Linked DNA regions of Mus musculus: all the other regions are linked to region 1. Evidence: chromatin contacts called from public Hi-C and promoter capture Hi-C data. All regions are on one chromosome and are shown on one strand. Each heading gives the region's core, a stretch centred on a gene start, on an enhancer-like site or on the middle of the called end of the contact. The rest is flanking DNA. Distances are from core to core; before and after follow the strand shown. Region 1 holds the start of Rnf126 (ring finger protein 126). Region 2 holds the start of Sirt6 (sirtuin 6). Region 3 holds the start of Tle6 (transducin-like enhancer of split 6). Region 4 holds the start of Tle2 (transducin-like enhancer of split 2). Region 5 holds the start of Pfkl (phosphofructokinase, liver, B-type). Region 6 holds the start of Ncln (nicalin). Region 7 holds the start of Dohh (deoxyhypusine hydroxylase/monooxygenase).

Region 1 (2,615 bases), core at 62-2,561:
AATAACAATCAATTCCTATGTTCCAGGTTCACCTGGCACCCCACATACCACTCTCTCCAAGCTGCCCCCCTTCCTAGACAGGGTTCCTGTCTGTCCTGGAACTAACAGTTGGCCTCAAACTCAGACATCGGCCTGCCTCTGCCTCCCAAGTGCTGAAATAAAAGGTGTATGCCACCACCTGAATTCTTGGAGTTAATCGCCCTGAAGAATGTCATGGTGTCACCATCCAGAGGGAGAGTGCAGAGACCAGAAGGAACTACAGCACCTCTTACCACCCACCCCGTCGTCACCCTGACAGACTCTGGCTAATTACTCCACCACCTTCTCCGCAATGGTAGATTGGCTTACACCAAACTAGCTACTACTTCTTCAAGGACCCACCCAGGCTTCCACCTCGAAGGGCAGGAGCAGGCTCCACGCTTGGCCTGGAAAGGCCACGGTAGGTTGCAAGTACTGAGCGATCACCTTTCCAGGAGCGAGCCTCAAACCTGGGTATGAAACAAGGGATGCCTGGAAGGTGGGAGGTTCTGTCCTGGGAGAGGAGGCCTGGGGATACCAGCCTAGTCAAAGTCACTCTCAAGAAACTTGCAGGATCCCTGGCATGCACCTGGACAAAACCACCTTGAACCGGAAAAGATGCAGGACACCCAAGCAGGGTCCTCAGGATAGATATGTCCAAAGCTACGAGGAAGAAGCAGGAGGCCAGGGGACAACCAGGTGGGGACCGGGGGATGCAACTGGTCAAAGCCACACTGAAGCCTTAGCACAAGGCCTGTAACAGGCAAGGAGGTGCAGGTACGACCTTCCCAGACCCTCCAGCTCCGCCGTCGGATTCGCAGCTCCTCTGGGCGCAGCAGCGAGGCCCGGGGCGGCGCTCGAGGCCGCGCCGCGCGCCCCCGCGTCCTGGCCACGCGCTCGGCGGCCGTCCCCAGCGCGGAGCTCAGCTTCCGAGCCCCACCGGGTCCGACCAAGCCTGCGTCCCTCGGGCGACCCCGCCGCCGCCCTAGGTTCTTGGACCTGCCCGCCACGCTGCTCGCACCCCGCCGGGTCTCAATTTCCCCTCTAGCCAGCTTCGCGCGCACAGCTCCACGGCCCTCCCGCCCAGGTCTCACCGGCAGGCGCGGCACGATCTCTACCGAGCAGCAGTGGCAGAAGTACCGTCCGGGCTGCGGCGACGCCTCGGCCATGGCCACCGCCGCCTCCGCGCCGCCCGCCCCCCGCGCGGCGCCTGCCGCCGGCCGTTTGCTGCTCCCTCGCCGGCCGACGCGCCCGCGCACGCTCACGCATGGCACGCACGGCACGCACGGCAGGCGTGGGGCTCGCGGAGAAACGCGGGCAACGCGCTGCGGGGGGCTGACTCGTGGAGAACGGTGGCCGCACTAGGACAAAATAAGTATTTCCGGAAGCCAGAGACCTGGGTCCAGTGTGTGGGGCGGAGCCTGGGGGCGAAGCGGCGGAGCCTAGTCTCCTTAGTAACCGGGACGGAGGTGAGGGTCAAGACTGCAGAGCATCTTGGGGGCGTGGCCTATCTGGTGTGGGCGGAGTCTAGAGGGCTTGGCACTTGGGGGTGGAAGGGCGGAGTCACGCTTGAAGAGTGCGGAAGTCCAGGGACAGCGCGAAGGCGGGTCGCCTTGGCGATGACTTTAGGAGGTGAAGTCAGACATGGAAGCAGAAGAAGTCAGAGATGGGGGGCCAGCGAGCGGCGGGGCTACGTGGGGGAGAAGACTTTTTGGCAACCTGCGTGGGACAGGGCCTCGGGGAAGCCTCCGCGACCAAAGGGCGGGGCCTTCGTGGGGGCCCGGGATGTCTCTTTGGCAACCTGGGGTAGGTTATAACCTGTAGGCAACTGGAAAGCTTTAGGGTCCGCAGGCTGAGCCTGCGCAGGGCGGGGCCGGGTTTCCATGGTGACGAGACAGCGACGGGACCAATCCTGGAATCCGCCTAGGAATTTGGCGTGAGCCTGGAGGCGGAGCTCCAAGCTTGCGGGGGCCGTCTCCTTGGCAACGAGGATGGGCAAGCCTGAAGGCGGGTGACTATCTCCAGAGCGGGGATGTAGTCGACAGGGCTGAGTTTCTCCGGCATACGGGATTGGATGTAGAGGCCTCGGAAAGCCAAGTACAGTCGCGAAGTTGGAGTCCTTGAGGGGCGGGACTTGGTTGCCTTGCCAATGGCTTAAGTTGTTAGGGCTATCCCTAAAAAAAAAAAAAAAAAAAAAGTGAGGGACGGGGCCTAAGAGACTCCTCCTCTTCTTCGAACCATCAAGCCCTCATTTCCCAGCTTCCTTCCCCTCATTTAGCCTTCCAGACAAGCTTGCCTGTGGATATTTGCTTGCACTGCACTGCCTGTGCCTCCAAGTGCTTGGTCCCCCAAACTCCGGAGTCTCGGCTGCAATGTTGCCTTTTCACGCGGTCTCTACAGCCCTCCTACATACACTTATGTACACCTGATAATCTGTAAAAACAGTGCCGGGCAGAAGGGAGTATCATGTCTGGACGATACACATCAGGTGTTCCACAAACACCCGAGATAAGGATGAAGAAGGGATGCATTCTCTGGTAGAAGGAGGATCCTCTAGCCCGCAGGCACCCCGTGTGACTCTTCAGGAGTGAATGAAG
Region 2 (2,615 bases), core at 32-2,531, 1.9 Mb after region 1:
CTGGCCGAGCTGCATGAATACATTTCCCAGCATGCCTTGCAGCTACTACATTATGTGGGCATGCTCTGATCCTTGGGCAAGTGGAGTTTTTGCTGGGCCTTTCAGAGACATAGGAAAACTGAAAGGTCCTTCTGCCACCTCACCTTAGTCCCTAGAGGTGTATCAGCAAGAGCCCTGCCTCAGTTTCCCCTCATTGTTCACCGACCTGAAGTCGGGGATGCCAGAGGCGGTGCTGATGCCGGCGCCCGTGTGGAAAACCACGCTGGAGGACTGCCACATTAGCCGGGCCAGCTCCCACACCTTGCGTTCCAGCTCCTCTGGTGGGTCGAAGATCTGTAGGGTCAGAGGGCAGGAGGAGGCAACACGTGACCTCCCAAGTGGCAGGCCTCCTGTGGGTCAATGCTCTGTCTGCCCCTTCTCAACATCCCTCAGTTCCAGCCACACTCTTAACACATCGCTGTGTCCTACCCCAGGGCCTTTGCACATGCCGAGCCCTCTTCCCAGAGTGCTGTTCCTGCAGGCAGCCACTCCTTTGTCCTGGTCTGGTTGTGGCCCACGTGACCTCCCCACTGACGTCATCCCCCATCCTGGACTTTAGATAACCCACCTCTCTCCCCTAAATCAAGATGCAGCTCTACTTGTCTAGGGGCTCCGTTAACATGAGGCAGGCAGGGCATGGTGTCGCAGGCCTTTAACACCAGTACTCGGGAGGCAGAGGCAGGAAGATTCCTGTGAGTTCGGGGCCAGCCTGGGCTACAAAGAGAGAACCCTCCACCCTACTACACCCCTTCAGAAACAACAAAGACTGACAGCCCCACACTCAGGATCCATCTGGCCCAGATTCAGGGAGGAGTACAGAGTGGGGTACAGGGATGCCCCCAGGAAAGGGTGCCAGCTTCCGGCCCTGCAGATCTTCCCACAGCTCCAGGTTTTCCCTGACAATTAAGACGTCCACTCCCTGACCTGACGATTTGGTCTCGTTCCCATTAGCCCCTCACTCCTTCCCTGACCCAGGTTCCTCCGTGTCACCCAGCCTGAGCAGTGGGTGTCACTTCCCGCCCCCTCCTTCCAGGGAAGTCCCTCCCATTGTCTAGACTCTATGTTTCATGCTGTTCCCACAATGCCCCGCTTCGCCCGGCCGCTCCCCGTCTGGGGTCATTCGGTGACTCGAACACTGCAGCTCTCACCTCGGGCAGCCCGCACTTGCCCTTATCCGCGTAAGGCGACAACCCTGCTGCATAATTCACCGACATCGTCGCCGGCGCTGCCGCACGGGAACAATAAAGTTTCCCTTGTTGAGGCCGCTTCCGCCGGAAGTGGTGAAGGGACGGTCGGGAAAGAGTAGCCGCCTTCCCTAGATACGTGCCTGAGGGTGGGGTGGGTACGTGGAGGTGAAAAACAGCATTCTTTCCAGAGCGCATGCGCCCTCCTGATGCAGCAAGCTTAGTCTTCAGTGCTGGCCGAGACTACCTCTCTGACTTAGTGGATTCCCCAGTCCTGGGATCCGCGACCAGAGCCAGAAAAGTGATGAGGCCACTCACAGGAGTCGAGGCAGGGGGATTGCGAGTCCCAGACCAACTCCCTGTTTCAAAAGAGACAACATCAGCAAAACCCAGAAATGAAACCAAACAAAGCAAAACAAAAATCCACAGTTCTCAGTGTGTAGAGCCCTGCCCGGAGTGCTTATAGCACTGGCAGGAGGGGACAGAAAGTTCGAAGCCACGCTAGGCTACATGATACCCTAACCTTTGTGACTGTCATCCAGGGTCTGCCTGACTCTGGCTACAGGAGAGAATGAATGGAAAACTGGGGTTCTTGGGCAGAGGAAAGACCTCTGGGCCCCCTGCCAACATTTCCTGGGTTAGTTTCTGGAGTGCACCTCCCGGAATATCACAGAGCATAGGGTTAGGTCCACAGAACTGGGCGAGTTCCACGTGTTACCCAGAGGTGCCCAGAGATGCAAGGAGAGAGGTGAAGAGCCCTGCTTCCGTGGCCATCTAGAGATGGGAGGCACTATCTGACCATTCTGCCTGTTGGTAATCAACAGACACAGGAGCCATGTGATGGGTCAATGGCAGCATATAACAACCGAAGCCTCCTGATCCCCGTGGAGACCCCAAGAAAGGCTTCGAGGAGGCAGGAGCACACAAGGAGGTGGGAGAGGCCGTCCTTGGGGCTGCCCATCTGAGCAAGCTGGCTAACAGCAGCTTGTCTCCTCCCTTGGCTCATCCGTCCCCCGCTCCCCCACCCCAACCTGATCGGGTGTCACCTCTACTCTGCTGCTGGTGGCTCGCAGCTGGAGCGGGTAACCAGAGAGGCTGCTTGGACGCTGGGTTCCGGTCTGGAGTCGCCTGAGGTAGGGGGATGTGGGTGAGGGAGGCCAGGGAAGTCTGGGTGCTGGTGAGGGGTGCTACCTGCAACAGTATGAACACACGCATCTGCACACTTGTGACAGGTGCACACATCCCACGCGGGAGCCAAGGCCCAGGCCCAGTGCGCAGCGTCACCTGTGCTGTGTCACCTCTTCAGAAGGCAAACCCTTAAATCCACAGGCCTTCCCTGCCACCTTGCCGTGGCGATTTCCTTCAGACTGGTAGCATGTGGACAACTCTTTT
Region 3 (2,615 bases), core at 32-2,531, 1.8 Mb after region 1:
CTAAAAGATCCACCTGCCTCAGCCTCCCAAGTGTGGATTAAAGCTGGGCAACGATCTTTAATCCCAATATAGTGTTAACACATGGAACTAAAGAGCCACTTGCTAGGAGAGGCTCAGCCCTGACCACACCAGGTGAACACCTAGTGTTAATAATCACCACTTGATTGACATTGGGAAAATGTGGGCCCGGTCTGGTCTATGGGGGTTTTCACCTGCGCTGTCAGGGGTCACAGGTGCAGGCACTGAGGGGCTCAGGCTGGGGTGCAGGCCTTTCATCTTAGCTAGGTAGGCAGGATTGCATGAGCTCCCGGTGCGGGGTGGGGGTGGGGGGGGCAGAGAGAACTAGTCTCCAAAACCCCAAACACAGTAGGAAGAGAGGAAGCTAACTGTGCCCCTCACCACCATTTCTCTCTCACCAAAATTCCACCAAAGGTGTCACTGCTCTGTCTGTGGGAAGTCATCTAGAAGATTCTTGAGGTCACAAATCTGATTAAGTCCTATAAGAACAGGTATAGGTTTTTAGAAGGCAGAAAAGCCGACTCCCACCCCCATCCCCGTAGCCTCTTCATCATCTGGACCCAGCTGGGGAGGAAGCCCCTTCCCCATCCCCATGTCTTCTGCGCTCCCTTTCCCCAAGACCCGGCTTTACTACTACTACTAAGGTTTCAGACACACACCCCCAGCTAAGGGCCTCATTAGTATCTCTTCAGATACCAAGAATAGAGAACCAGGCACCTCCAACTCCCTAGCGGGATCAGCCAGAAATGTGGCTAGTCGTGGACCGTTTGCCAGGCAGGCCGGGCACACGCCTTTAATCCCAGCATTTAGGAGGCAGAAGCAGGCAGATTTCTGAGTTCGAGGCCAGCCTGGTCTACAAAGTGAGTTCCAGGACAGCCAGGAACCAATAAGCCAAAAAACCAAAACAAACCAAAACAAAAAAAGTTTTCCAGGCGTACTAGTTAAGCCTGCATGTGGTGCAAATATATACGCTCAGGCACACACTTAAAACATTTTTCAAAAAAGAATAAAGGAGACAAGAGAAACGACACTTGGTTCACTCCCAAATCACTCAACCTAGGTAAACTCCCCGCTGAAGTCGGTTTTGTGAGGGTCCACACCCCTCCCTCGGGCTCCCTCTTCTCCCGACCCGCCCGCAGGAAGCGGGCTGCCCTCACGCACCACCTCTGAGGTTAGGGAGGCCCCAGGGATCCCAGAGGAAGCCTCTGAGGTCAGCCAGGGTCAGGCCAGGAGGAAGCCCCTCCTGCTGGGCCCCGGGCCATTTGACCCCTCTCACCCCGCCCCTCCAGCCTAGGCCACGCCCTACTAGGCCACACCCACACACCACGCCCCCTGCACCCACCGAGGGAAGCGTGTATCAGGGCCCAGGCCACGGTGCACGTGGGCCCCGGACTCAGCGAACCGCCCCTGCAGGCCCTGACCAATCAGAAGGCGGCGAGCCCACGTGGGCTGCGAGCCAGAATGCTCATTGCTCAGTTTGTGGCCGTGCTGTCAATCACGGAGTTCCTGCTTCGGCTTAACCCTCGCGTTCCAGGTGTGGCGATTCGGGAGCTGGGAGAATTTCAGAGTGTTTGGTGAAAAGTCTGATTATTTGGGGCATTCGAGACGGATCAGCAGGTGAAGGTGATTGCGGCCTAGACGTTTGATCCGAACTCGATCCCTGGGATCCACAGGGTGGACCACGAACTCACAACTCACTCTTGCACGTACACACACACACACACCCCACACACACTTTTCTTTTAAATCTTACTGAAACAGGAGAATCAGGATTCATCCTGGCTGGCCCGCATGTGCCCTGGGCCCTACCCCCAGCACCACTTGAAGACACCTTCATTATCCCAGCACTGGGGAGGTAAAAGTAGGAGGGTTAGGAGTTCGAGGTCGTCCTGAGTTAGATAGCAAATTCCAGGTTAGCTTGGAGTACAGGAGACTGTCTCAAATGAGAGAGAAAGGAAAGACATCGGGCACAAAGCCACACAAGCCCAGACCCCCATATTCAAGGACAGGAAGTGAAGCAGAACCCTGAGCTCCCTGCAAGGCTCAGCCCCCATCCCTGGCCCTGGATGGAGGATCCTGGAGTAAGCTGAGGATGGCCTGGGTTAGAGTGGACTCTCTGGACCTCCCTAGCCTCACTCCTACGTCCACTCCAGCCACAGATGGGGGATGTGAAATTAAACCACAGTCACCACTTTGGACTCGGAGGCAGGGGCAGTGACGGTGAGTTTGGGGCCAGCCTGGTTTCCATAGTACAAGCAGGTGTAAAACAGAAAGGGCTGTGAGAGGGCTTAGTGGGTAAAGCCCATTGCTGCTCAGCTTGAGTTTGATCCCTGCGACCCACACAGTAGAAGGTGAGAATGTGTTCTAATTCCCAAGAAGTGTCCTCTTGCACCCACATACCACACATGAACAAGTGATTGCAACTCAATTAGGCCTCTGTCACAGCAACTTTTCCTTCATTGAAAAGTATTTAAGGGACTGGAGAGATGGCTCAGCAGTTAAGAGCACTGGCTGATCTTCTAGAGGATCCAGGCTCAATTCCCAGCAACCACACGGTGGCTCACAACCATCTATAATGCGATCTGAAGCCCTCTTCT
Region 4 (2,615 bases), core at 78-2,577, 1.8 Mb after region 1:
ATAATCATCGAGACAGGTGCATGAAGGCCTCCAGGCAGGCATGGTACAGGAGGAGCAGAGAGTTCTGTGTCTTCTTCTGAAGGCCCCTAGAAGAAGTCTGACTAAGGCACTTGGCAGAGCTTCAAAGCCCACTCCCAGAGTGGCATACTTCCTCCAACAAGACTACACCTACTCCAACAAGGCCACACCTCCAAATAGTGCTACTCCCTGGGCCAAGCATGGTCAAACCACCACAGTAGACCAAGCTGTCCTGAAACTCAGAGAGATCTGCCTGCCTCTGCATTTCAAGTGCTGGGATTGAAGGTGTGGGTCCCCTCCTTCCTCTTCTGAGGTCTAGTCCTGCCAGAGTTGGAAACAAAGGATGATTCCTGGGGGGAAGGGGGTTTCCATGGTGACAGGTGGCTTCTCAGCTCTGGGGGACACCCTTAAACTTGATGGGATGTAGGAGGTGGCCTGATGGCACACAGAGGCCTGTTGTCCCAGCTACTACAGGGACTGAGAATTCCAAGCTCAAGCTTTGCAGGGGCAACTTAGCAAGGCCTTGCCTCCAAAAGTAAAAGGGGGCTGGGGGCGTGGTCAAGAGTGGAGTCTCTAATCCCTAGTGAGGGGCTGGGGGCGTGGTCATGGGTGACTTCTGCCTAGAATCCCTCGGTGAAGGGCTGGGGGTGTGGTCAGAGGTAGAGCTGCTGCCTAGAATCTCCCAGTGAAGGTCTGGGGGCGGGGTCAGTGGTGAAGCCCCTGCAGAAGATTTTCTAGTGTTCCGGTTCAAGATACACAAGAGTTCTATGCACTAAGTTTAAAGAGTCTGGTCCTTTAGGAGCCCAATCTGGATAGAGGAGGCCACCCAGTTGGCTGGTGGTGGCACTAGCATGCAAGTCTGTAGTGGGCTCTGAGCCTGACCAAGCTGCCCTGGGCTCTGTCCTGGATCTCTCCAGAGTGGGGCAGCATTGGTTGACAAGCATAGCCTGGGTCTGCTCTTCCTGGGACAGGTGTGTATCTCTCTCTCTTTCGATCTTGGGGATGTTTATCCTTCATAAGGGCATAGTGTCGCTGTCCCAGAGAAGCCACTTGCAGCCCCCACGGCTCCAGAGGCGCGCGCACAGAGATTTTTTTTTTTTTTTTGCCTAATTTCTCTCCCCCCGGTTTTTTTTTTTTTTTTGAGTGGGGGTGGGGCGGGAACACTAGGATCGAACCCAAGCCTCAGTTTCCCCAGCGGGTCTTGGAACCGAAGAAGCAGAGCAGGCGGGGGCGGCGGTGCCACCTTAAGGCGGGTCCCGCCCGCGGCTCCCAGCCGAGCCCCGCGGAGGGAGGCGGCTCCGCAGCCACTGAGGCCACCAGCGCCGACCCCGGGCGGCGGCCACAGACCTGCGGCGCTGACTGCAGCTGCCCCTGGGTTGTACAACCCCGGACGCGCTGGCTGGAGGGGGGGCGCAGCGCGGGGTCCTGGTCCCCTGCCCCGACAGGCTCTCCCTGGCTGCTCTTTCTTTGCGTAAAAATCCCTCCCCCAGCTCCGGCTTCTCTCCTAGCTTTTCCAGGCTCAGTCTCCTTGCACCCCAGCTCTAGCTTAGCACCCCAAATTCTACTGCCTGCTCCTCCCCGCACCCAATTCTCTCCCCAGCGCCACCTCTGCACCTCAGCGTCCCTTTGCCACATCCTCAAGCCTCCAAGAAGCTGGGGGGGTCCATTCTCTCACCCATCCATCAGCAGGATGTACCCTCAGGGAAGGCACCCGGTGAGTACGGAGACTCCCATCTCTGGCTGCAGGAGGTGGGGACCAGGGAGGGGACTCCTGCCTGCTGTTGCCCTGGAACTCACCCTAGTGTCCTTTCCCACTCTCCCCCTCAGACCCCGCTGCAGTCTGGCCAGCCTTTCAAGTTCTCAGTACTGGAAATCTGTGACCGGATCAAAGAGGAATTCCAGTTTCTTCAAGCTCAGTACCACAGGTGAGGGAGCCCTAGTTCTGGGCCCTGGGAAGCCCCATGGGGGTGAGCGGGGACTCTTGGAGGGGCGTGGTTTCTAGGGCAAGGGGCGGGGCTCATTGGGCCTACTGGAGGGCTTTCTGGTGGAGGTGGTGCCCAGAAGAGTGTGAGATGAATGGATTCAGGGAAAGCCTTCCCTGAGAATGTTTTGGTCCCAGGAGTAGATCTGGGCTCGAGAGGACTGGGAACAGTTTCTAAAGGAATGGGGAGCCAGCAGCTTCTGCCTGTCACTGTGGAAACTGACCCATGTGGGGTGTGGCAAGTCAACCCCCATTTTTGTCTATTCTTCCTGCCCAGCCTCAAGCTAGAATGTGAGAAGCTGGCCAGCGAGAAGACAGAAATGCAAAGGCATTATGTGATGGTAAGGAGTACCTGCCCATTCTGCCCACTTCCGTGTTCTCCCTAAAAAGGGCAGGCTGGGATACCAGGCACTGTTCTGTGGGTCTCCCCCCCCCTCCAATTTGGGGGACTACCTGATTGTCCTATCTCTCTGAGCCCATCCGTGATCCATCTTGTGGGTTCCCTGTCTGGGTCTCCATGGGGCTCAGGGTGTTTGTGTCTTGCCCTGATACTCGTACCACCCCCTCGAGGCTGCACCCCATCAGTGTCCCCAGGGTGGCACCAGCTATCCACACT
Region 5 (2,615 bases), core at 85-2,584, 1.8 Mb before region 1:
TGGGTGATTCTTCCACAGGTCCCCGGCCCAGTCTCAGTGACAGCACTGGGATGTACAAGCTGAAACAGCCCTGAAAAAGGGTATGCTGACTGCCAGCCTAGACCAGGCCCAGGGGACCCAACAGAGATTTGAGATTTCCAGCATTATGGGAGTCAGAGTGACATTTTTTCCTGCCTTCCTGGACTTGCAATCATGCTTGTAAGATGTATCTATCCTGTGTTGTTCCTACCGATCTCTTAGGTAAGGGCTGGGCAGTCAGGAACCCCGCTTAGGAGCATGTGTGTCTGTATTTCCTGAAATGTTTGGAAGGAAATGGCGAAGCTCAACTGCAGTGCTCAGGGAAGCCAAGCCCCTTGAAGCTCCACGTGTCTTCCTCAGCCCCCAACTGGGTAGTATTTCTTTTCAGCCGGACCCAACTAGAGCCACAGACTTCGCACATCAGCAGTCAGCCTGGAACCAGGCCACCAAGAGAGGGGCTGAGAAGAGGGCAGATCCTCCCAAGCCCAGACTTTTCCCTAGCCTTACCAGGCCGAGAAGAGGCTGTGCACCCTCAACTATTAGCCCTGTGGTGCTTGCCCTGTTACACCGGTAAAAAAATACCCCCGCTCCACGCCCTCTGTTCTCCACTTAAGTCTCCATCCAAGGGACAGGAAGCAGCCCAGGCAAAGGCGTGTGGGCAAGCCTGCCTCAGTCTCACCCCATCCCAGTACAGAGAAGGTAGGAATCACAGGCTGCACGGGGGAGGGTACAGGGTCCCTGATCCTTTCAAATTCCGGCCTGTGAAACTTGGCCGGCTGTGCTTCTCTTAGAGGTCCTGACACGTGTGGCCTAGAAAGGAATAGCCCGGTGCCCTAAGTCTGCGTGCTGCGCGGACACACCCCCAAACCGGGCGGACCTAGGCAGCGCGAGGGCGGGGCGTGCCAAGGCCCGTGGCCTGCAGCACGTACGCCAGCTACCCGGGGCGGAGCTTGGGGACAGGGACCTGAAGCCACGGTGCTCCACAGGAGATTGGCTGGCCAAGTACACCCCAGATCCCTAGGCGAGGGGCAGTGGACAAGCCCGAAGGGTTCCGAGGACAGGCAGAAACCCCAGATCCATCCCTAAACACGCCCCCGCGTCCCATCACCTTGCGCATCACCGCCGCTGGTCAGCACTCCAATGGCCTTGCCAGCCCCCGACATCCGCAGTTTCTCCAGGTCCACGGTAGCCATGGCGGCAGCGGAGACCAGGAGCCCAAGCTCCTCTCCCGCCGCTCTGCGTTCCGCGCCGCTGTCGCCTGTCCCCGCCCCGTGCGCCTGCCTGTGTACCCGGTTTGTCCCGCCCCGCCCCGGCTCCGCCCCCAGTATAACGTTTGACTGACAGGCTCGGGGACCTGGTCGCCCCTCTAGTGGCTGCTGGAGAAGGTAGCTGCGCTAAGAAAGGCGGAGCGCACGCCAGTCTACAAATGTCTGCGCAGCGGTTCCGGAACCCTGGTTCCCCAGGCCCGCCACCGAACTCCCCAGGTACCCAGCAGCTAGGATCAACGTCCTCACCAAATGAAGTTCACAACCTGAGCCTGACTGAAGTTTCTGGGCAAGTGGAGTTCATGCTACAGCAAGCTGATTTTACATCTGTCCAGGCGCTGTTAAAGGAAACCTGTAGCCAAGTCTCACGGGCATTTTAAATCCCACTTGGCCAGCATCCGGGGATGCAGGTGTGGCTTGGGTGAGAATTCCTAAGCCGCTCCTTGAGTTGATTTAGGCTTGCAACAGTCTCCTTCGAGCCGAAGTTAAAAAAAAAAAGGAAAAGGAAAAAAGCCAAACAAACAAAAAAAGGAGAAAGAAAGAAAGAAAGAAAGAAAGAAAGAAAGAAAGAAAGAAAGAAAGAAAGAAGGAAAGAGAGAGAGAAAGAAAGAAAGAAAGAAAGAAAGAGAGAAAGAAAAAGAGAAAGAAAGAAAGGGAGAAAGGGAGAAAGAGAGCAAAAGAAAACATAGGAAAGCTGCAGTTGTATCTGAGACGATAGCCACGATTCGTCCCATCGCGACTGCTGAATGTAGTTGGGGATTTGGAAAGAGAAACACTTAGCGTAGCATTTTTACTTCAGGGTGATTTGCTAAACCTGCCGCTTCTCTCAACTCTCACAGCTCCTGGTTCAGGCGAGTGGCCTTTGCCTGAGCACAAAGTGGGGAACCAGCCCCTCAGGATTGGTTAGAGGGATTCGAAGCTGGTGGAGCAATGGTCAGATCCAGGACTCTCAAGGAAAGCTACCCACAGTCCAGAGCGCTGGATCTGGGCTGCCATGGTAGGGCTGTCCTGCAGAGATGAGGGTACCCCATCTGACCCTGACAGTTTGTTGATTTTTGCCTGGTTTTGCTAAATTCTTTAAGAGCTATTTTTATTGTCTGGCAGTGGTGACACACGCTTTTAATCCCAGCATTCAGGAAGCAGAGACAGGCAGATCTTTGAAGGTCAGTTTGGTCGATAGAGCAAATTTCAGGACAGCCAAGGCTATACAAAGAAACCAAGAACAGGGATAAAAGGAATAAAGGAAAGAAGGAAGGGGCGGTCCGTTTAACTCAAATTCTAAGAACATAACAGGGCTTTTGTTGGTGGGGAGTGGGGAGGTGTTTTGGCTGG
Region 6 (2,615 bases), core at 80-2,579, 1.7 Mb after region 1:
CACAATACATGAGCTTATTCACAGACCGGCCCACCCAAGATTCTGTGCATGTGAGACCCAGACATGGAAATGCATGGTCTAGGAACTGCCCTCCAGATCGCGGAATGCTCTGGAACAACTGTGGGAGCTCAGAAGCTATGCTTCACAGCTTAGTGGTGTCCACGGTTCCCCCGCCATCAGTGACACCCCACAGTGGCAGTTTAGCAGGTGGCCCTTCCGAAGATACCAGGCCACAAGGATCTGCAAGCAAATGCTTACGACATTGGGACACCTGGCCACCTACTCCTTGGCCTAGGGTAAGGTCCCCCACCCCAGGGTGCTCTACATGCCAGGGCACTGTTCTGGGGCCACTGTTCTGGGTCCTGCAAGGTGCTGGGCAGCCACCTGGCCTCGACCCCTTAGAGCTCCCCGAGCTGGGGCAGCAACATGACCCCTGCCATGGCAACACAGTTTTAAAGAGAAATTAATGCAATTCTGGGTATAGGGGCCACATAGGCTTGGGTGCACACACCAGGCTGCCACACCCGCTCAAAAATGGGGGCCCGGCCTTGGCATTCAGGCAAAGACAGTATCAAGGCTGAGAGGCAAACCAAAGAGCAGGGTGCGGGAAGCTCTGAGAGGCCCCAAACCTAGGCATGGGGACAGAGATCCTGGGGAACCCTGGCGAGGAGTGGGGAGCAGAGCAAAGGGGTGAAAGTATGGTACTGTGGGAACCAAGGCCCCAGGAAACCCCAGGACACCAGGCCCGGGGGCTGACGCCGGCCTGAGAGTGGTCTGAGGCAACCGCTGACAGAGAGGGATCAGGGTGACATGGGATCGAGGAGAGATAGGAATCAGGGTGGCGATGATGGGATGGGGTGACAGGAGTCAGTGAAACAGCAGGGGAACTGAGGGAACAGAGCTGCCAGGAACAGTAAGTCAATGGGGAGACCGGGATAGCAGTCGGAGTTCCTCTGCCTGACAGTGGGAGGATCGCAGTGACTGGGGGACTAGTGTGGCAGTAAGGGGGACGGCGGCGTCAAGAGAAGAGGTCAGGGGTCGCGCACCGTATGGCTGGCCCTGCAGGTCGTACTGCTGCATGCGGTACACGGTGAACTCGTGCGCGGCGTCGGCGGCGGGCAGCGGCGGCGCCACGAGCAGCAACACGGCGGGCAAGAAGACGATAAAGCCGAGTGGCAGGCACGACGCCTTCAGCACGTTCTCGAGCACCTCGCCCGCTTCCTCCAACATCCCGGCGGGCGGCAGGCCGCAAAGGCGGCAGCGACGGAGGGCGACGGGAAGCGGCCGAGGCTCGGCGGACTCAGCTCGGCATGGGCGGCTGCTGAGGTCCTTCGGGGAGAGCCACGAACAGCCCGCGCCTGCCCTAGGGTCCTTCGGGCAGCACTGCGGACGGCCCTGTCTGCCGCGCCGCCTTCTGGGAAATGTAGTCTTTCTTGTGAGCGAGCCTCGTTTTAAACGGCTCCGCGCGCTGTGGAACCCTGGGAGTTGTAGGCACACTTAGACTCGCACTAGGGCCTCTCGGAAGCTGTGACAGTCCTTATGCGCGGAGCCCCCTGGAAGTTGTAGTCCCACTGTGCCGCTCCTAGAAGCTATGGTGGACAATCTACTGCTACTGAACTCATCCAAGCCGCAAAACACAGATGACTTACAAAGCTATTAAAAACCATTCCCAGTAAATCTTGTTTAAGCCCCATGTTTGGAGTCGTTAATGAAAGGACAATCCAAAACCTAAAGTGCAGGACGTGACCGTTCGACCCGGAAAGATGTAGGAAAGGAAAGAGAAAGTGCCCGCCTGGTGCCTTGTTTCTCTGGGAATTGTAGTCCTATCGGGCAAGCACAAAGGAATATGGGAACTAGAGTCGTTCTTTTAGTCTTTGAAAGGAGAGGGGATTAGAATGCGAGAAAATAAAATAAAATAAAATAAAAGAGAAAGAGAGAGAGGTGAGGCCTTTGTCTTGAAGGTGCTAGCTCTCTGATCACAAGACACTCTGACTACAGGTGTTCTACAGGATTTAAGTGAATGAGTGAAAAGCTGGTTAAAAAAATAATATTCGGGGCAGGTGGTAAGGTAGGAAGGCAAGAATTGGCGCGGACTTTAATGGCAGTGGGGAGATCAAGATAGCTAAAATGAGACTAGTGTGACGATGGGAGGTCTTTAGTATCCCTGTTCATACTTGGGACATATTTAACCTAACATTTTTGGTTTGCCCTATTGCAACTTCAATGGATTTGACTAGTCCCTGTGTCTTGGGGTAAGTTAAGATGTGAATTAAAATTATATGTCACTCACACCTCTAGAAATACAATAAATAAGAAATAAAAGACCAGACACTGCCACCCACCCACTGGCAGCCACAGGTGGGAATTTGATATGCAAACTGGCATGAACTGACTTTGAGTAAGATTCGCGACTGGTGAGTGCTGGCTTTCGAAGCCTGTGGAGAACTTGGGGATGGTGCCTTCTCTGAAGACCATTTGCCTTAGGTAAGAAAACAGATTCTAAGACTCAAACTTGTGGTCCTTTCCCCCGGGTGAGTGATAACTGCCAACTGTATACCGAGGCCACAGACAATCAGAACTGAAAGTGTAGAAAAGAAAACAGATGATGTGTGTCC
Region 7 (2,615 bases), core at 79-2,578, 1.6 Mb after region 1:
AATTGTTATTACCATAAATTAAATTTACATAATTATGTAATAACGGACTTCATGGAGGCTGGAGACATGCTTGGTGGTTGAGTGTACTGACTGCTCTTCCGGAGGACCCAGGTTCAGTTCTCAGCACCCACATGGTGACTCACAACTCTGACTCCAGTTCCAGAGGATCTGTCGCCCTAACATAGACACACATCCAGGCAAAACACCAATGTACATAAATCATTAAAAAAGTAATGAGGAAGCCAGGCGTGGTGGCACAGGCCTTTAATCCCAGCACTCGAGAGGCAGAGGCAGGCGGATTTCTGAGTTTGAGGCCAGCCTGGTCTACAAAGTGAGTTGCAGGACAGCCAGGGCTATACAGAGAAACCCTGTCTCAAAAAAAAAAAAAAAAAAAAAAGTAATGAGGAGGCTGGAGAGATCAGTGGTTAAGAGTACCGACTGCTCTTCCAGAGGTTCTGAGTTCAATTCCCAGCAACCACATGGTGACTCACAACCGGTGTACTTATATATTATAAGTACATCTTTAAAAATAAATAAATAAATCTTTAAACCAAAAAAGTAATGAACTTCATGACATTTACACACACACACATATATACATTTGTTTTGTTTTTTCGAGACAGGGTTTCTCTGTATAGTCCTGGCTGTCCTGGAGCTCACTTTGTAGACCAGGCTGGCCTTGAACTCAAAAATCCGCCTGCCTCTGCCTCCCGAGTGCTGGGATTAAAGGTGTGCGCCACCACGCCCGGCTTTTTTTTTTTTTTTCTCCCCGAGACAGGGTTTCTCTGTGTAGCCCTGGCTGTCCTGGAACTCACTCTGTAGACCAGGCTGGCCTCGAACTCAGAAATCCACCTGCCTCTGCCTCCTGAGTGCTGGGATTAAAGGCGTGCGCCACCAACGCCCGGCATATTTAAAAATTTAAACTTCGACTTTATGGTCATGTCACTGCCGTATATCCTGTTGATCCCCAGAATCGAACTCATTCTCAAATTGACTGCAAGTGCCCTCACTGCTGAGATTGCTCGTAACGCCTATTTTATCTCCCATTTCTTTTCCTCTGTTTTGGTCCCAGAGACCATTGGCCGCGCCCTGTAGAACATAGCCACGCCCACTATACACTGCGCATGCGCTATGCACGGCCGGCCCGGTTGTGCTGTGAATGGGATCAAACCATTTTCTTTTCTCTATGGGAGAGACGGTCGGAAACTCTTCTTCCGGAGGAAGACCGGAAGTTGCTTCTCCGGCTCTTAGGACAGTCCTGGGGCGTCGCTGCCGCATCGTTCCGGGTGTGGTCACCCCTAGTCGCGACGATGGTTCCGCCCAGCATGGTCACGTGGCCATCAAGATGGCGGCGTCCAGAGGACGTCGCGCGAGATGCGTCCGCGGACCTGTTCTTGGAGCTGTCGCAGCGACTCTCTCCATCTGTCCCGAGTATACGGAGCTTATTGACGAGTCCCTGTAGACGAAAACACGGTGAGCAGTGCCAGAAGTGCCCCCCCTTCGGGGGACTTCCGCTTTGAGGTACTCGCTGCTCCCGGGAGCGCTGGGATTTCCCTTGAGGGGGTCCTACGGGGAATTGGACCCTTTTCCTTCAGTATTTGACGTCACACAGGATATCATGTAGCCCAGGCTAGCCTCCAACCCACTGTGTGGCTACGAATGGCCTCCTCCTACCCCGTGCTTAGCTGACAGGTTGGCCGCCTATGCGGGGCTCACGTGCAGGCCGGCCCGCGCTTGACCTCTCAGCTTAAGTATTTGGAAACAGGATCTCCTGGGACCGGTTATCTTCCTGCTTCAGCCTCTGCCCAGCCTGGAGCCTTTTTGAATTAAGCGGGAGGCCCCATACCTCGAATGGGCACTCTTGGACCCACGAGATCCTTGGTCTCCCCTGTTGTTGCTCGGGGTAAATCGGGATGTGGGTCTCACTGCCACACAGCTGCTGCCAGCTCCCGTAGACCTGCTTCATGTGTGTTGATGAATTCCATTTTCAAGGTGTGACTGTAGGCTGATGGGCATCACTGGTGAGGCAGCCATACCTGCCTCATTAAACTCGGGGACGCTGGGTGACATCAGAGCCCAGAAGGCCTTCCAGCTTGCCACAGCCTGCTAGTCCAGTTTGTTATGTATGCATCTGCTGTATGTCTAATGGCTGACAGGGGCCGGTCCTCTTATACTGGACGATGTCTGTTTCCGTGTTAATTCATCCGTGAAAGAAAACACCTGTGTGGGAGTGTTGTCCTGCATCTATGGGGCCATGCAGAGGGTACAAGTTGTGCAAAGGCAGGAGCAGGGAGAAGTCCGGAGGGAGGAGGGGACGGATAAAGTGTATCCCACAGGGCTACATGAGAACCTCCAGTAAGGTGGTGTGGGAGGCAGGGGTGAGATCCATTTTGCAACTGACAGTTTCTAGATCCCTCATCTAAGCTATCCTGAAAAAGTCTGGCCAGGTGGTGGTGGCGCATGCCTTTAATCCCAGCACTTGGATGGATGTGGAGAAAGTTCTGTGGCCTGGAGCTCAGGGGTCCTCCTGCCTCAGCATCCCGGGGCTGGAATGGCAGATATGCAGGTGTGTGCCCTAGCTTGAGATTTCCCCTTCTCCTTTTTCTACCGTAGGT

What was found. Promoter capture Hi-C pulls out the DNA fragments that hold promoters and counts their contacts. Hi-C and Micro-C count contacts between places; a contact is called where the count stands out from the background.
Region 2: a contact with region 1 is called in a promoter capture Hi-C map of liver, with 7 times the contacts expected there. The contact joins the promoter of Sirt6 here to the promoter of Rnf126 in region 1. A contact is called at or near these places in 3 of 39 promoter capture datasets (the 3T3-L1 cell line, hippocampal neurons and liver) and 1 of 115 datasets of contacts at active chromatin or transcription factors (astrocytes).
Region 3: a contact with region 1 is called in a promoter capture Hi-C map of liver, with 4 times the contacts expected there. The contact joins the promoter of Tle6 here to the promoter of Rnf126 in region 1. A contact is called at or near these places in 4 of 39 promoter capture datasets (cranial neural crest, hippocampal neurons and liver), 1 of 484 Hi-C or Micro-C datasets (uterus) and 3 of 115 datasets of contacts at active chromatin or transcription factors (astrocytes, kidney and pancreatic cancer cells).
Region 4: a promoter capture Hi-C map of liver shows a contact between it and region 1, with 9 times the contacts expected there. The contact joins the promoter of Tle2 here to the promoter of Rnf126 in region 1. A contact is called at or near these places in 4 of 39 promoter capture datasets (hippocampal neurons, liver and pre-B cells), 1 of 484 Hi-C or Micro-C datasets (cerebral cortex) and 1 of 9 other capture datasets (pancreatic islet).
Region 5: a contact with region 1 is called in a promoter capture Hi-C map of hippocampal neurons, with 8 times the contacts expected there. The contact joins the promoter of Pfkl here to the promoter of Rnf126 in region 1. A contact is called at or near these places in 4 of 39 promoter capture datasets (cranial neural crest, embryonic stem cells, hippocampal neurons and 1 more) and 1 of 115 datasets of contacts at active chromatin or transcription factors (embryonic stem cells).
Region 6: a contact with region 1 is called in a Hi-C map of muscle stem cells, with 4 times the contacts expected there. The contact joins the promoter of Ncln here to the promoter of Rnf126 in region 1. A contact is called at or near these places in 2 of 39 promoter capture datasets (hippocampal neurons and liver), 1 of 484 Hi-C or Micro-C datasets (muscle stem cells) and 1 of 115 datasets of contacts at active chromatin or transcription factors (astrocytes).
Region 7: a promoter capture Hi-C map of hippocampal neurons shows a contact between it and region 1, with 6 times the contacts expected there. The contact joins the promoter of Dohh here to the promoter of Rnf126 in region 1. A contact is called at or near these places in 3 of 39 promoter capture datasets (hippocampal neurons, liver and pre-B cells), 2 of 484 Hi-C or Micro-C datasets (B cells and CD4 T cells), 2 of 115 datasets of contacts at active chromatin or transcription factors (astrocytes and embryonic stem cells) and 2 of 9 other capture datasets (adipose tissue and liver).

The regions. Positions count from the first base shown.
Region 1 is chr10:79,765,641-79,768,255 of GRCm38.p6, forward strand. It overlaps Rnf126 (ring finger protein 126), which reads right to left and starts at 1,312. Exons shown (of 9, transcript NM_144528.3): 1 at 1,113-1,312. The coding sequence starts at 1,187.
Region 2 is chr10:81,626,285-81,628,899 of GRCm38.p6, forward strand. Sirt6 (sirtuin 6) reads right to left here and starts at 1,282. Exons shown (of 8, transcript NM_181586.4): 1 at 1,188-1,282; 2 at 206-333. The coding sequence starts at 1,253. It also overlaps a transcript of Ankrd24 not described here.
Region 3 is chr10:81,599,619-81,602,233 of GRCm38.p6, forward strand. Tle6 (transducin-like enhancer of split 6) reads right to left here and starts at 1,282. Exons shown (of 14, transcript NM_053254.2): 1 at 1,180-1,282; 2 at 417-497. The coding sequence starts at 461.
Region 4 is chr10:81,573,960-81,576,574 of GRCm38.p6, forward strand. It overlaps Tle2 (transducin-like enhancer of split 2), which reads left to right and starts at 1,328. Exons shown (of 21, transcript NM_019725.2): 1 at 1,328-1,732; 2 at 1,846-1,943; 3 at 2,277-2,340; 4 at 2,570-2,615. The coding sequence starts at 1,709.
Region 5 is chr10:78,008,473-78,011,087 of GRCm38.p6, forward strand. Pfkl (phosphofructokinase, liver, B-type) reads right to left here and starts at 1,335. Exons shown (of 22, transcript NM_008826.5): 1 at 1,127-1,335. The coding sequence starts at 1,211.
Region 6 is chr10:81,495,034-81,497,648 of GRCm38.p6, forward strand. It overlaps Ncln (nicalin), which reads right to left and starts at 1,330. Exons shown (of 14, transcript NM_134009.3): 1 at 1,047-1,330. The coding sequence starts at 1,230.
Region 7 is chr10:81,383,106-81,385,720 of GRCm38.p6, forward strand. Dohh (deoxyhypusine hydroxylase/monooxygenase) reads left to right here and starts at 1,329. Exons shown (of 5, transcript NM_133964.3): 1 at 1,329-1,473; 2 at 2,614-2,615. It overlaps Gm48551 (predicted gene, 48551), which reads left to right and starts at 1,329. Exons shown (of 6, transcript NR_168929.1): 1 at 1,329-1,473; 2 at 2,614-2,615.